Regions from separate parts of the Dromaius novaehollandiae genome. Here region 1 is linked to region 2. The links are chromatin contacts, called in public Hi-C maps. All regions are on one chromosome and are shown on one strand. The core of a region is the stretch at or near the end of the contact, and the rest is flanking DNA. Distances in the headings are between cores, read along the strand shown.

Evidence for each region. A called contact is a pair of places that touch in the nucleus more often than the background predicts.
Region 1: a Hi-C map of brain shows a contact between it and region 2, with 2.6 times the contacts expected there. The contact joins the enhancer-like site here to the promoter of TGFBR3 in region 2. A contact is called at or near these places in 2 of 4 Hi-C or Micro-C datasets (brain and liver).

Annotation. Positions count from the first base shown.
Region 1 is chr8:23,395,907-23,399,487 of bDroNov1.hap1, forward strand. All of the region lies in intron 16 of TGFBR3 (transforming growth factor beta receptor 3), which reads left to right. Among named protein-coding and RNA genes, the nearest start is that of CDC7, 79 kb to the right of the region's middle. Within about 2 kb of position 1,620, at least 2 of the 2 cell types and tissues checked have open chromatin away from gene starts, as enhancers often do.
Region 2 is chr8:23,273,696-23,277,327 of bDroNov1.hap1, forward strand. TGFBR3 (transforming growth factor beta receptor 3) reads left to right here and starts at 1,254. Exons shown (of 17, transcript XM_064515926.1): 1 at 1,254-1,539.

The DNA.
Region 1 (3,581 bases), core at 370-2,869, 120 kb after region 2:
TTTCATATCAAAATGTTGAGCAAGGATTGTTGTGGGGGTTTTTTCCATGTAAGGCTTTTGCTGAATTTAGTAATGAGAACAATCAGGGATTTTCTACTAAAATATCAAAAATACTCTAGAATCTCTGAAACAGTTCAACATGGAGTACAGGTGTCCTAAGGTACACAGGTGGTAGGGGAAGAGAGAGGAGGAAGCTATGATTGTGGGAACTGAAGAGGAATTTTAGCCTACTTTTCTGCCAAAGGGACTTCCCTATTTTAAATCCTTTCTCCAGTTGGTTAAAGCACTTGAAAGGTAGCTGAAAGCTTTCCACAGCAGTGTTATTTCTATGTGGAGAGGATCCAAGAAAAAGGGAAAATAGGGGAGATGTGCTACAATGACCCAGATTTACCTGGGTCTCTTGAGAGGAAGCAAAACTTTTGCAGTGTACATGGGTGGGGGAAACCCTTCAGAATTTAACTGTGTAAATATCTATGAATGCATGTCTTTCTTAATGGGAACAACTGACTATGTTTAGGAAAGGACATGCACAGTCTGATTAGTTAGCAAGTAAACTTACCCCAACCATATAAGCTGAACATTGTGTTGCACAGATTCAGTCAGCTCCCTCTCTTAAAAGAGGGCTTTTCTTCTTCAGACAGTGTACCAAGTTAACAGGATAAAATGTTCCAAAATTGAGAAGTTAAAAGCATCTTTCCTCCCCCACTTCTCCTTTTTATGGGATCTGATTTAAAATAAACTGACATAGCAACCAATTATATTTGGCAAATGGAGATAGAAAAGCAAACATTCAGACTTCCTGGACAGGGAGTACAACTGGCAGCTTTCCTAAGTGTGAATAATAAAGTGCATGTTGTCACATTCAGATGGGTAAAAGCTTGTTTACTGTCAATAGATGAGACATGTCCATTTTGAGTAGTTCTGGTTCAGTAACATTAGATACATGAAGCTGTTTACACAAAGAAAGCAGATGGGGGTGCCTCTTTAGCTATAATTTGCTCCGCATTTCCTTAAGTACTTTTCATGAATATTCTTTAAAAAAAAAAAAAAAAAAAAAAAAAAAGGTTTTTTTACAGATTAGCTAGGTGATAAGGAAATAAGATGTAGTAAAAATCAGCCAGTCCAAATAGACTAGACTGTGTGCATAATTTCACTGTTATTTGGATTCTTTTGTTGAGCACAGTGAAAATTTATCTTTGTTCCACAAACTGACTGGTACATCAGAAATGCTGATAATATTCTAGAAGTGAGGCACAGGAGAGGAAACTGAATTACATCAGAGAGTTGCCACTGAGAGAAGGGGCTGTCACCCCAAACTGAAGGGAAGATACCTCCTAAGACACTTTACAAGAAAAGCTGAGAGGAGTAGACAATGCTCTTTGGCTTGCACGGAGTCTCTGTTGCTGTGCTTGTCACTTAAAAAAAACAAAACAAAACATGTATTTAGCTTATAAATGAATTTATGGTTAAATATATACAGATTGTATTGATATGCTGTGGCTGACACAAAGCTATGTGTAATCATGTGGTTTGTAAAATGGGTGACAGTGAAACTGTAATAAGAGCTAACAGCAGGGAATATGGGCCAGTTCTACATTCTGCAGAACTGTTCTCTTGGCAGGGCTGCTGAGGGGCCCTGCTGAGGGAATGCAAGTAACTGCAGTTCCTACATTCAAATGGTAACAGCTTTTTCTAATGTTGTTGGGGGTAGGGATTAGCAGTTTTGTTGTTTTCTGGGTTTTTTTTTTTGGTTTATTTGCTTATTTTGTTTTAATGAAAGGGAGTTTGTTAGTCACTGCCTATTGTTCAGTACAAAAGGAAGGGAGACCTGCTGTACACAAACAGCTGGTGGACAGGGGAGCAAGTTAGGAGGGGAAAATATCCAGGCTAGGTTTATGAAAGCTTTGGCAGCATGGTAACACAAGACACTGTTTTGATGCAGTTTATTCTGATGAGATACAAAGCTGTTTCCAATGAAAGTTAAACCCATGCTCTTTGTAGATAAATGAGGCTAGATTCTGATCTGTTACATGTAATTAGAAACCTGCAACTCATTGGATATCTGTACACTTATTTCTTGTACTGTGGAAAATAGAATCAGAATTGCTCACAAAAGTAAACTGCTGAACGTAGTGCTGAATTCAGGAGCCAGATTCTGACCTTCCCTTTAAACATCTCATTGGCCTCCTGGCAATGTTTTAGTTTGTGTTTCTTCTGTCCTGCCCCATCCCTTCTTTCCTGCCCATTCCCAAACCAGTAGGATGTAAGGTGAAAGCTATGTATTGTGGGGCCTTACATGTGCTCACAGCTGTGATTGCAGCATGAGCCAGCAGTGAACCCGGCAGTTTCCATTACAAACAACACTTGCAACCTCTGCTGTGAGAAATCCTGAGACCTCCCTTGTTTACAGCAGACTTTTGAATACATAACAGCCTGCAGAAGTACCTTTTCTTTATCCCGTGAAAGTCTGTTGACTTTGGCCTGAGATACAAAGCGTTAAATCCACGCTTCCTCCCTGTGACTCGCATTCCAGAGGAGGTCTCGGGAATGCTCAGCGCTCCGGCAGCGCAGCGGCACACAGGGCACGAGTGCACCAGAGCAGCTCCTGTGGGAGGAAATGGCTTGTCCCCACCGTGTAACCCTCTGGGCACAGTATGTGCTTCCAGCAATCAACCTGCCACTGGAGTGAACGCTCTTGAGCAGCAGCTTTACCGAATCCTGAGTACGGAAGAAAAATTGGGCTGTACCTTTCTTCGGCTACTCTCACAGACTGGGAGCAACACATGAAGCAGGAGATACATCGCCGCCTAAACTCACAAGGAGATCTCCCAGCCTTTGATTTTTCTCAATCATTCCTGACCATGATCTAGCAAAACATTTTCTCCTTGTTCCTTTACTGGGAAAGCAGCTGTGTTGCTGCTCTCTGCCATAGTTAGTCCTGTAGCTCACGTAGAAGTTAGTCTCTCTCTGGGTTACTTACAGTGCTGAGTTCACAGGTTCATATTCTGATGATGATCTCAAGGGAGGGGGCAGCTACGGTGCACGCTATATAAACTTAGTTTTGTCCTTCTGTTTTAAAGAGGCTATGTTGTAATGTTATTAAGGTTGCAGATTTGAGCACTGAAACTAAGAAAATGCCACGTTTATGGTTTCCTATGTGGCCTCAGTATGATCTTTTGGGCATACGTACTATGATGCGATCTTTGCTTACATACAAGTAGGAGCTAGATTTTTCCATAAGAGCCTAGGCACGTATTTAGAAGGGATGTGAAGAGAGCAGACAAAAACTAGGTTTTATCAGGGGTCATAAACCTGGCTTTTTTAACTTCTGAGTGCTTGATTTGGCAATACAAATAACAAAGGGCTTGTAATTTATTGTCAGCAAACAGTTAACAAGAAATGGTGAGAATCGTTCGATGTATTATAAATGCTACAAATACTATGGTACTGTAGGGGAACTTTCTACATGTTATGTTTAGAGTAAATCAAGTCAAACTTGCAGGATAGCCTCTTTTTTTACACTAAGAAAACTGGTCATGTGTCCGGATATGTGGGATCCAGCTGACTGAAGAACATTGTCT
Region 2 (3,632 bases), core at 4-2,503:
TTACGTAGAGATAATGTCAAAGATTTGAGGTCTAGTCTTTGAGGTGCTCAGCATTGCTGCTAAAAAGGGGTGCTCAAGCACCTGATAAGATCAGGGCATTTACTGACTTATAGCACATGCAACAGTACTGCATGAATAAGACTCATCCAGATAGGGAAAAAACAAACTTAAGTATAGGTGGTAATAGATTATTTTAGGTTGCAACCTGGCATTTCAAGACACAAGCGAATAAAATGTGTCTGACCTCTCTTAACACTCCTCTTTCTTAGGCAGCTGTGGGAACTCAGGACTGAGATTCAGGGACACACATCCCTGATTGTTAATGAAGTCATGCAGCACCATTAAAAATCAAATGCCCCATAGTAAGAAAGCAGATTAAACTAGTAAATTTTTGTTGAACCATTCTGAAACTCTTCTTCATTTCTCTTTATCTCCGCTTGTTCCCCATAGGTATACAAGAATATTTCTTATTTAGTAGTAGTAGGAGGAGGAGGATTAGGGCTCAGTTCTGCTCTCCTTGATGGGAGCTTTGCTGTGGAAGAGGGAAAACAGGATCTCAAATTTGTTTGTTTGCAAAATGCTAACTATTGCTATTACTTTCACAGGATATATAGGGAATAAGAGCAGTACAGCTCCACAAACCTGTCCTTGTAGTCTTAATAGACTGACTCAAAAGCTACTTCTTCCACCGTCCTTGCTCAAGGGGGTAAGTACTGCTGAGCTGGGTTACTAGAGAGACCAAAAGTAACAAAATCAACTGATTTGGACTATTTTGTTTACTGTAGAGAGAGTCATCTGCACTGGTTTGACTGTAACTCATTCCGAGTATCTTCTGCCTTAGCATCGGCCTGTCCGAGGGTAACAGCCCACCCACGAGCTCCGCGCTCGGGGACAGCTGTGCCACAGCTGGTCTTGCCCCGTCCACACGCTCCCGCTGAGCACCGGCTCATGGCCATCGCTGGGGCCGGAGCGCAGTTCCGCGGGTCTTTAGCCAGCCCAGCTGCCCTGACGGTAACGCTCTCCCGGCGCAGCGGCCGCAGCAGCGCCGCACGTTATGTGCAGCACCCCGCAGCGCCTACGCGGCCCCGCTGGACCAGGGGCGGGGCGGGGCCGGCGGGGCGGGGCGGGGCGGGGCGGGGCGGGGCGGCCGGCGGCGGGAGGAGCCCAGCGGCGGGGCCGTCCCGGCGCCGGCCCCGCCTCCCGCCCAATGGCGGCGCGGCGCCGCCCGCCGCCTCCCGCCCGCCCGCCCCGCCGTGTGCGCGGCGCTGCCGCGCCATGGGGTTACTCGCGGGCTGGGGGCCGGGCGGGCGGCTGCGCGCCTCCTCCTCCTCCTCCTCCTCCTCCTCCTCCGCTGCCGCCGCCTCCTCCCGCGCGCCGCGGGCCGGGCAGTAGCGGCCGGCCTCGGCGACCGCTCGCGGCCCGACCCGACCCGACCCGTCCGGTGTGGTGCGGTGCGGTGCGGCAGCGCGGCGCCCATGGCGTAGCGGCACCGTGGCGTGGCTGCCCCGCGGGACCCGGCGCGGACAGCCCTGCGCAGAGGTAGGTGCGGCGGGACCTCGCCCCGGCCCCGCGGGGCTGTGCGGACCCTCCGCCGGCCCGGCCCGGCCCCCCCTGCGCGGCGCGGCTCAGGCGCGGGCCCCCGCGGCAGCGCAGCGGGCGGCGTCCGCGCTGCCGGGCTCCGCGCTGCGGCCGGCGGGGTCCGCGGTGCCGGGCGGCGAGCAGCGGCTCGGGCGCCCCGAGGGCCCGCGCCCCGGCCCGGGCGGCGTCCCGGCGGAGCGGGTCGGGGCTCGCGGCGTGGGAGCTGCGCGCAGGTAGCGCGGGGGAGGTCTGCCAGCGCGTGTGCGGAGGGGCGCGTGTGTGTCAGGGCTCGCAGGCTCCGAGGAGCCCGAATCTGGCAGGTTGGAAGGCTCGTGCGTGAAAGCTGCTCGGAGACCTGGGAGGCAGGCTTTTGGGGGGCGGGGGGGGGAAAGCTACAGCTGTCATAAAGAAAGTACTTAACTTTTGTCAGGCCCATATGTGCAAGGAAGCCGTGTGAGGTTGCACCAGGCAAGCGAAGTCCTTCACAGGTGTTTGTCACTGGGCAAATCAGGGCCATCGTACCCGTGATGAGGCTGGCCAGTGAACTTACTAGTGCGCTGGCATCGTGTAAAGCCCGTGTACGTGGAGGTAATGCAGTGGCCAGTGTGCTGTCACTCCGTGACAGCTTCACTGAGAAACTGTTGACCTGTGGGATTTACCTTTGCATATTTTACAAAGGAAGTGCTGAAGTCAATTCCCTGCAGCTTTTTGAGTGTGCCCTGCTTATCAATAACAATAAAACGGCATGAAAGTCAGATCTGGATACAGTAACTTTTTGAACTTTCCAGTTTCAGATGCACTTGTAATTCCAAAGTTATGTTATTGAAGACAAACAGTATTGAAGAAGATTTTTTTTTTCAAAAGAGAGGATTTCAAGTATAACTGAGTGCGTGGTTCCACCTTTTCCACTTGCCGTGGATGTAGCAAGATGCAATCTGTTTACCTCAGTTCCATTAAGCAGTAGTTGTTGTTATAATTTAATTACTCTCATATCTTTTTGTTCTCAAATGCATGATGGTCCATACAGTTAAGTTCTATTAGAAACATTTTAATAGGGTTTATAACATTTTGCATTGTTTGGAGGAGAAAGATCAAACTGGGCTGAATGAGTGCCATAATGTTGTTTTAAGAAAGACAGTGACCTGGTCAGGTCTGTATTTTTACCAAGCTAAATGCTTATTTACTTTTTTTTGGATGAGGGCAAACAGGCTGATATTAAACCCCCTCTGGGGAGAGAACCTGAAGTGAGAGAGTGTCCTGGTTTTCAACAGCCTGTGGGACACATTAGGTTCAAGCTCATGTTGAACCGGAGCGCTTTCACGCTCTGAGCCTCACGTGGGGAAGACTTCAAGACTGCACATAAACACAGCTCTTTCCAAAGGTGTATGTCTATTTGTTTATCACTTCTTGCCAGGAGTAGTTTATTTCCGCTGTATTCCATGTTTTTGCATGAATCCCAGGAACACTGCAAGCTGGTCGTTGGGTTTTAATTAGAACTGCACAGGTGTCTTGTCAGAGTATTTCCAACATGAGTGTTAGCAAAATGTTAGTGGTAGATACGTATTCATTGGAACAGCTGCAGTTTAACCTGTGAAGGTTCACAGCGTTCAAATTCTAGCCGCAGAGGAGCTTCTCTGGCTGGGACGTAGGACCTGAGCAGGTACCAGCCGTGGCAGCCAGGGCTCCCTCGCTACCTGGGGGAGGAAGGGACTGCTGGTGATGGGGGCAGGTTGTTGGCTTCCTTCAGTGAAGAGTCCTTTACTCTGAAACTTGCTTCCCCCAATTGTTTGCTGTAATCCAACCTTGTTAAGTTTAAAGTGACGCTTCAAATTTTTTCTCTTCTACTGTGCTTTCCCCCTCTCTGGAGAGGTCTTATTTGGTCTTTGATTCTGATAAATATTTTACCTTTGTATGTGTATCCAGGGCCGTAAGTAGTCAGCCTGCCATGGGAGTTCTTTTGAGGATGTAAGTTTCAATTTTTGTTTCTTTGCCATGCAAAACCTCTTTGAATGCTGTGGCATCTTGATGCCTGCTTCTAGGAACAGTGATTTTAA